2 separate regions of the Salmo salar genome follow, and region 2 is linked to region 1. The links are chromatin contacts, called in public Hi-C maps. All regions are on one chromosome and are shown on one strand. The core of a region is the stretch at or near the end of the contact, and the rest is flanking DNA. Distances in the headings are between cores, read along the strand shown.

Evidence for each region. A called contact is a pair of places that touch in the nucleus more often than the background predicts.
Region 2: a Hi-C map of gill shows a contact between it and region 1, with 6 times the contacts expected there. The contact joins the enhancer-like site here to the promoter of LOC106563105 in region 1. A contact is called at or near these places in 3 of 3 Hi-C or Micro-C datasets (blood, gill and muscle).

The regions. Positions count from the first base shown.
Region 1 is chrssa11:73,039,726-73,044,480 of Ssal_v3.1, forward strand. LOC106563105 (complement C1q-like protein 2) reads left to right here and starts at 2,676. Exons shown (of 4, transcript XM_014128330.2): 1 at 2,676-3,070; 2 at 3,398-3,439; 3 at 3,549-3,683; 4 at 3,871-4,307. The coding sequence starts at 2,770. The coding sequence ends at 4,160.
Region 2 is chrssa11:73,100,509-73,105,263 of Ssal_v3.1, forward strand. LOC106563031 (ceramide transfer protein) reads left to right here. Exons shown (of 15, transcript XM_014128238.2): 4 at 4,698-4,755. Among protein-coding and RNA genes, the nearest start is that of atp6v1g1, 17 kb to the right of the region's middle. Within about 2 kb of position 2,418, at least 5 of the 13 cell types and tissues checked have an H3K27ac peak or open chromatin away from gene starts, as enhancers often do.

The DNA.
Region 1 (4,755 bases), core at 1,426-3,925:
GTGCTCCCTGTCAGTGACAAACCCTCTGTACTCCACACCAACACCCACTCACTGGCCTTACACACACACACACTCTCTTACTCTCTCACACACTCATACTCACCCACACAGACTTGCGCTGTCATACACATACCCACACGCATACACTCACATTGTCACACACACAGATTCTCTCACACTAATATTCTTTCTCTCTCTCACACACACACACACACACACACACACACACACACACACACACACACACACACACACACACACACACACACACTCCTGTACACACTCTTCTCCCAGACAGCGGAGCCCTGCAGCGTGAGGGGACAGTCAGTGTGGTTGTGATTCATCTAGCTGGACAGCTCCTCGTTACTTCTAATTAACTCCTCATTAATCATCCACTCAGCACTATCTTATTCTCTATCATGACAGACTACGTTTTGATTTTCCTTATTTTTTTTGTTCTTTTTTTTTTTAACGTTGTCCATTAAAAGGTTGGTTATATCTGTGGCCTCCTCCTCTGAGCTCAACCTTGGGCTCTCCTCTGACTCCTCTGTCACACACAGACACTCACCACAGACACTCGCCACAGACACTCGACACAGACACTCGCCACAGACACCCGCCACAGACACCCGCCACAGACACCCGCCACAGACACCCGCCACAGACACCGCCACAGACACCTGGCACAGACACCCGGCACAGACACCCGGCACAGACACTCGCCACAGACACCCGCCACAGACACTCGCCACAGACACCCGCCACAGACACCCGCCACAGACACTCGGCACAGACACTCGGCACAGACACCCGGCACAGACACCCGGCACAGACACCCGGCACAGACACCCACCACAGACACCCACCACAGACACTCAGCACAGACACTCACCACAGACACCAGTGATTGCAGCCCTCTACTGATTATTCTACAGATTTCACCTTTGTTTAAACCACAAGAATCTCTTTAGGTTGAAACACTATTTTTCGAGAGAGAACCTGGCTAGAAACTTACTAAAGACGTGGGATGAAGAGGAGCGTTAGGGTGGGAGATGCACCCCGATGTGCCCACTCTGTCGTCAGACTGTGAGGACAAAACTGACTTTTTGCTACAACCTAGAAAACATATCATTGGTTGTGATTATTGGTATGTTATTAATCACTGTTAATTCTTTGCTTTCTGCCCTGCATCTCTCATATAGTGATGTCCACCACCTCTGAGGCAGGGGGAGAATGAAAGGGAGAGGAGGAGAGGAAGGCACTTCCAGCACGTGTGCAACGCCTGGCACACAGATCTTCTCCTGACACACTGGCTTTACCGACTCTCGCCCACTAGGTGGCACCACATCCACTGTCAGACAGGTAAGAGTCAGTGGCTGTGTCCGAAATCTGTCTTGCCACTACTTACTAAAATGACATATCGTGTACTAATAGTACTACATACTATTTAGAACGTACTGTTTAGTAAAAATGTATGCATTAAGTAACAAATATCAACATACTTCTCATTCATACTGAGAAGGTGTCATCTAATGCAACCATCCCACTTGTTCCCCGCAATGTGTTTATTGTTGTCAAACACGTGAGTGTGAAAAGACGATTCTCTTCCTCGAAGGAGTGCAGCGAATTCTACTTGATGAAAAGTTGGAATGACATCCTGGCATTTGAAGACTACTCAATTTTCGAAATTTCACATAGCCGATTATAAAACGTTCTATTTTCATACACACAAAAAGCCTACCATTTAGAACTCAAGCAGCGTACTGTTATTCCCCATATGGTGCAGTTTAAAATAGCTGATGATCATTTAGGACTACTATGAAATCATACTATGACATAAGGAGGTCATATGTGCTCATGACAAGTCTTACATTACTGTATCATAACGTATTGTATGTTTTGGCTGTAGTGTTACATTACTTGCAGACAGCAAATGAGGAACGCATAAACTGGAGTGTATCTGTGAATCGACTTTGCTCTCTCTGAATCAGCTGGCTGTCAGTCAAGTGGTGGTGGGTAGGTTTGGCTAATCAGCACAGCCAATTCAGAGCCCCTCCCGCACCAACAGGACACACCCCTCTTCCGCACAAATACCCACCATCAAAGTAGTGAAGTAAACACACACACACAGCACATGCACATAACTTGTGTATACCTCTGTACACACGTTATGTATACTCTGCACCTCACACATCGCACACACAAACCAAACTACAGCTATAACACTTGTTTGTTGACATTTCAGGTGAGTATACCTTTTTCCAGACAAATGAAGCATGCACAGCTTAAATGTTGTGTGCCGGAATAATTTGGTCCAATAACATTACTAGTATCTTGTGGATACCATGATCGCACATATAAACAATCTAAAACATAGATTTCTAATGTTCTACAATAAATGTGAAAATATTCCATGAAAAGGGTTTTAAAGTTTCCGGAATTTCACAACCCTCCACAGACACAAACCTGACAGGTTGGCAATATATAAACACAAGAAGTGTGCTTGGAAATTGGGGAGTTTTTGTTCCTGCCTCATATGTTCAGGAATTACACTTAATTACATTAAAGTAGACGAGAGTTTCTCAACCCTGCACACACATACAATGTTATCACAACATAACTTTGAGTGACGTAGTCCTCTCTGTCGCCAGCCCCCTTTATAACCCTGGGTGTGGGACAGCATAAAGAGGAGCACTCGAGCTACGCAGAACAGTCAGTTCTTTAAGACTACGCAGAACATTCTAGTCTTTTGCAGAATATATAATAAGAATGAAGGAAGTTCTAGCCTTGCTACTGCTGTCTCTGTGCTGCTGCCTGTCCAGGGGACTGGGTGATAATCGGGACAGTGAGGGGTACCAGGGGACTGGGGCTAGTCTAGCTGTCTGTCTGCCCGACACCTGTGCCCTGTTCAGGGAACTTGCAGCCATGAAAGAGAGATTAGGAACCATGGACCAGACGCAGGCTGCCCTGAAGGAAAGTTTTGGGGCCATGGGACAGAAACTGGGAGCTGTGGAGACCAAGCTACAGGGCAGTGAGAGTCAGGTGGAGGAGCTGAAGAAAGTGAATACAGGTAAGTAGCACAGAGATTTAACAAGCAAAGCATTCTGTGAAGTGATATACAGCTTCATACACTTATTCTTATTTCATTGATTTTAACTTTGTCTTATTGATTACTATTTTGAATACGATTCCCATAGGGCGGTGCACAATTGGCCCAGCGTTGTCCGGGTTTGTCCGGTGTAGGCTGTCATTATAAATAATAATTTGTTCTTATTTGACTTGCATAGTTAAATAAAGGTTCAATTTAAAAAAAATGATAATAATAATAAAAATTTGTTGAGTCTTTACTACACTGTAATGTTGAGGTTTTATTACGAAATATTTTCTGTTATAACAGCTCAAGAGGAAGAACTGAAAGCCTTGAAGAGCTTATCACCTGGTAAGAGCAAGGTTCCACTCTTCCTCAAAGTGGCATCTATCTATCGATGTCCTTCTTGATATCTACTTGACTGTTCGTTCATTAATTCATTCCTTCATTCGTTCCCCAGCCCAGGCAAAAGTGGCATTCTCTGTTGCTCTCAGAGACTCTGGCGGTGGGAATATTGGACCCTTCACCACCAATACCCCTTTACAGTACAAAAGAGTCTTCTCCAACTCCGGCAGTAGCTACAATCCTGCTACAGGTACTGTGTGTGTGTGTGTGTGTGTGTGTGTGTGTGTGTGTGTGTGTGTGTGTGTGTGTGTGTGTGTGTGTGTGTGTGTGTGTGTGTGTGTGTGTGTGTGTGTGTGTGTGTGTGTGTGTGTGTGTGTGTGTGTGTGTGTGTGTGTGTGCGTTGTCAATCAGGTAGTGTTATTTATCTTCCTTCATAGGCATCTTCACAGCCATGGTCAGAGGGATGTACTGCTTCCGCTACTCCATGTACAGCAACAACTCCGGCCGTCCCAACTCTGTCGTGTCTCTGATGAAGAACAGTGAGAAGCTGGTTACTACATGGAACACTGATGACAGTATGAATGTCCACGAAAGCGCTAGCAACGCAGCGGTAGTGCAATTGGAGGTGGGAGACAGTGTTTACATCCAGCTCTGGGCTAACAGGGTCGTCTACGATGACATTAATAACTATAACACCTTTACTGGGTTCCTACTGTTCACCGTGTAACAAGACCAGTTGATTTAACTGAGGTTTTGTAAAGATTAGACTTGATTGACAAGATATTCATTTGGCCACACGGTATAGGTTTTCAAAACAAATACATCATAACTGTATAAGAGTGAAACGAAAATTAAAGTGAATTGGCTTACTGTATTTTATCTGGTGGTTTTCTGGCCCCTTCCTGACTAAAGTGTTGAAGCAGATTTATTTGGATCTGTAAATTTCTCCTGAGGCCACTAGCTAGGGCATTACCTAATGTAATGTTATGAGAGGGTATTAGTGTGCTGCTGGTCCCTGTGCTGTGACAGTCAGTTGACACCATGGAAATCCTGTGGGCTGAGCTGCTCGCTGCTGCTGCCAGAGAGGCTGAATCAACGACACGACGTCTAAACAACAGGCCCGCTGCGGCCAAGGCCATTGTCTTACCTTTGTACTGACGTTGTGTGTGTATCCTGTGGATGCGCGTACACACGTCATATATCACCACAGAGGAGCCATAATGACAAGCTGCAGGAACACTGAATGCATATAGTCGCTGGTGAAAGTCTACACACCCCTTGCGCAGTCTTAACATTTTGCTGCCTTCAAAATAAATCTTTAA
Region 2 (4,755 bases), core at 1,168-3,667, 61 kb after region 1:
AAACCAGCTACTGTGTGTTCTACTACCATTTAGCACAGTGCCCTCAATCTAGTGTGTGTGTGTGTGTGTGTGTGTGTGTGTGCGCGCTTTATCCAGACTTGTCATTTTCTGTTCTCACCATTGAAAGCAGGTCAGGTAATGAGTGGCACCTATTGTTTACACTCCGGTGTTAAAGGATAAAGTTCCAAGGGAGGGGTTCTCACTGACACATGCACATACGCAGTAATAGCTTGTACAGGGCTCTGCATCACTGATCCAGTTTATAAATGTTTCCAAAGACGCTCTGATCCTTCTGGAATTAGGTCCTGTTACTCATCAGAGAGGGGGTAGAGGGAGGGAGGGAGGGAGGGAGGAGGAAGAGAGGGAGGGTGAAAGAGGGAGTTGTGGATGGATTAGCATAGAGTGTAGGATAGAGAGGAAGGGTGGGGGAGAGGCAAGATGTGGAGGAGGAAGAGTGTATGAGTGGGAGGACAATAATAGACAGAAGGGATTCCTTACTGACAGTCTGAGGCTATCTTCTAGGGAAGGGATATGCTTACGCAATGGTAATGGGTTGTGAGAAGACTTTGGTGGGATTTACGGTATTACTGGCATAGCAAACAAGGGGGCGCTAAAAATGCAATAAAAGCCCATTGGGCCTCGATTACCAGAATGCTAACAAAATGAGCACAAACTAATAGTGAAATCACATACACTGTTAGCTAAATGCTAACAAGTGAAAACAAACAAACTAATTCCAAAGACAGGCAAATTCAGCTCAAAGTTATACAAGCTTAGCTAGTAGCTACCACAAGCCGAAGTGAACGAGAGAAATTGTGCTAGTGAACAAAGTTGTGATGCTTTTCTGAAGGACGAGCAGCATGTGTACATGAAGCAGAGGGGAGAAGAACGAAGGAGGGGAAAAAACGCTAGTAGGAAGCACAGGGAAAAATGGCAACTGTACAGACAACTCATCCAGAGCTCTTTGGCAAAAAACCAATCTAAGATATCTGATGGCAAAGATTTTACTAGTGAATTGCATACAAGCGTAACTTCATCACCTCATGTGCGCCGCTCAGCAGAGACTCGCTGATAGATCGAACACTACGGACTCACCAGCTCCCGCAGTCTCCCGTTGTGCTATTTACAAACAAACACGTGACTGGCTCAACTGTTCTGGGGAACTACGGCACGCTTCATAATGTGACCAGTGAAATGAAGAAAGCAATATGTTTTTATCTCTTAACGTATTGCGCAAGTTGACTGCAGGTGTTTAAAAAAATTGCTACATATATTCACATTTTATTGAAAAACATCAAATAGTTTGGACGGTTTTGAAAAACCATCCCGTGGCTAAATACCCTGATATACGGCATACTGCCCAAGCCTAGTTGTGAGGTCGCAGATAGTTTGAAGGAAAGGGTGTTTGTGAGAGCCCGGAACACAGCAGAACAAATGGTAGACCTTGTCCTATGACCATGTAATGAACATATTTAAATAGTGAACATTGTGTTTGTATGTGGTGTCGGACACTAATGCTTCAGAACATAATGCTGAATTTGTTCTTGAAGGCAGAGTAGCCACCCTTAAATGGATACTTGGGGATTTTGACAATGAGTCCAGTATGAAGGAAATTTCGCCAGCCAAAGCCCGCACAATGACTGGAAGTCAATGGGTATCTGCTAGCGCGCTAATGCTAGTTAGCCGTTGCACTAGTGCCGGCTAGCGACTTCCTTCAAGCTGCACGCAGAGACATACAAATGGTATCCGCCGAGTTCGTCTGACTCTGGGGAAGAAGGAAAAAAGGGCATCATTCTCAAAATCCCGAAGTATCCCTTTAAGGTTTTTTTTCAGCTGTTCGTGCACACATTTTGTCTCGAGGCATGCTGAAGTCTATGCCCCCTTCGTCGGTGATTGGTCAACCGTAGGGATTCTTCAATAAGTGTTTGTCATTCAATTAGAGACGAATGTTTTCATGCACATTTTTCCCCTTGAGAAATACTGCACCAAACATCTTCATGTAAAATTGCGTAAAAATGTATGACAAATTTCTTGGGTTATCTTAGATGAATTCAGACTATTTTGAGGAAGTGTATACTGCCTACAACATCTCAAGATGGGAAAAACGAAACTTTTGCAGCTTTTTTTCTCGTTTTTTCAAGCGAAGGTCTTTTCAGGGAGTATGCGAGAACACTCGTTGGGTTCGCCTAGGATGGGCGCCAGCTGAACCGACGCATGCGGAAGGCTTTCTTCTCTCCCTCCCTCCTTTCCTCGCTCTCTCCTCTCCTCCTGACACATGCTAGTCATTCCTGGCAGTGGGTTTTGGGAAACCCCTCTGTCACACTCTCCCCCTTCCTCTTGTTCCTCCCAGCCCCAGGGTGACCCTCTGACTCAGCCAGAGCAGGAAGGAATGAGTCACACACACACACACACTACACCACACCTTCTCCCCACAGTGAGTCACCAGTCAGAAACTCTCGGCCTGTGAGGAGGCCCTTCTGTCCCCCTCTCTCTCCCTCGCAATCTGTCTCCCTCTGATCACTCTTCAGACTCACAGCAAAGTGTCAACTCTCGCTAGAGGAAAAACAATCTGGTGAGGGCTAAAATGTAAAAAAAAAATTTAAAAATGTATATAGTAAATAATATTATGTATTGCTCTTTGCTTCATGAGTCAACATGGTCTGGGTGTGATTGTATGGAAAGTTCCACGTCTGTCCTGTAAAATATTCTTATCTGTTAGTATTCCTTGAGAGACAGCTAGTTTTAAATAATCAGTCCACATCTCTCTCTCTCTCACACACACACATCGACACAGACGTTTTAGTACTGTAGCAATGTGTGTGTTTAAGTTATATTCAGACTCGGGGCATTGCATATTTACTCTTTCTCCCTCTCTGTCCTCTTCTCCCTCTCTCTCCTCTCTCTCCGTCTCTCTCTTCCCCATCTTTCTTGGTTCTTGAGTGGCACAGCAGTCTAAGGCACTGTAACGCTACAGACCCGGGTTCGATCCCGGGCTGTATCACAACCGGGAGTCCCATAGGGCGGCGCACAATTGGCCCAGCGTCATCCGGGTTAGGGGAGGGTTTGGCCGGGGTAGGCGGTCATTGTAAAATAAGAACTGACTTGTCTAGTTTAAAAAAATGAAAATACAATTTCTGTTGAATGTGTTTGTATAGACTGATATCAAACACACCGCTTCTTTGGCTTCTTTGATCCTGTGGGCGATTGTCTTTATCAACCAACCAGATAAGAAACTGCATTATATTCAATAGCAGCTCTGCGATTTGGCAGATGGCGGCTGTATTGAACGGTCATTGTTGAAATGGGTACAGCTGAGAGGGCGACAGTAGTATTGAAAGCTCTGGTGGAGGCAGGAAAATGGTTACTCCTGGTCATTGACCGACAGTAAGCTCTGGGTGGGTGATGCAGGGCTAGGCAGCACCCATGGGAACAGTCTCCCACCTGGTGGTGAAGAATGGAAGCACATGCCGTCTTCATCTTCGTTGGAAATACTTAACTAGGCTACAGGGCTCGGTTCCACTTGAACCCTTAACCCTGTGTTATGGCCCCACACAGTGTCTGTACTCTTTTCTGAGTGCTAATTCACACAGGGTGAATCACTATGTCCTCTCCAGACAGATCTTCCCTCTTTTCCCACCTTGCTCGCTCTCTCTATTTTAAGTATCGGGGTTAGGTAAGAAGTCAGAGCTGTAGAGACCAGAGAGCTTCTATCCTCTGTTAGAGGATGTCACCCAATACTCCATTCTGTGACAGTGTTCCATGGTCGCCGTGGTCACTGTTGCCATGGTCCCACTGTGTTGCTGTGTCAGGGTCATAGAGAGAAGTCTCTGTGTGGTCAGGGTGATGTTGTTGCGCACACACTTCTGAAACACAGGGGTGGTAGAAGATTTTACATTTTTTACATTTACATTTTTAGTCATTTAGCAGACGCTCTTATCCAGAGTGACTTACAGTAGTGAATGCATACATTTCATTTCATGCATTTAAAGAAAAATAAAAAAAATTGTACTGGCCCCCCGTGGGAATCGAACCCGCAACCCTGGCGTTGCACACACCATGCTGGCATTGCAAACACCATGCTCTACCAACTGAGCCACAGGGAAGACTGGACGTTGTTTTCAAGTGAAGTATAGCGGCGTTATAACACATTTTCTTAAACAAGATGTATTAGCTAAACCTTGTTTACCACACCCGTAGAACCGTGGACATATGAAAAGACACGTGAATAACATGCACACAGAAGAAATAGTCATGGGAAAATGTGTCGTTACCTAATCACAGAGGAAGTTACATTTGATTCATGACTTGTCAGAAACACAGGAAGTGATTGATTGGGAGGAAAGGATAGAGGGAGGGATGGGACAAACGGAGAACAGAAATGGGGACGGAGAGTGTTTAACTCTGTCCCAGTGTGACAAGTAGCGGGGAAGGTGCTTGGGGGATCAGGATGTTTACTGTCGGAAGTGTTTGACTGAATACACCATGGGTCTGTCTGACTGGGTGATGGGTGAGTTTAGGTGTGTTACATGTGGTGGTAGATATAGTGGCGTGATACGGTGACTTGTATGTCACCTCCCCATGCTGCTGCTGACGAAACGCTTAGGACACTTCATGTTTGGCTAATGTGTTAAGTTGATAACAGATAAGTATATATCCACATCGTTAACGTCTCTCTCTCTCTCCCTCCCTGTGTCTAGGCAGAGTCTGGGTATGGGTCAGAACCCAGTCTGAGGAGACATGGCTCCATGCTATCTC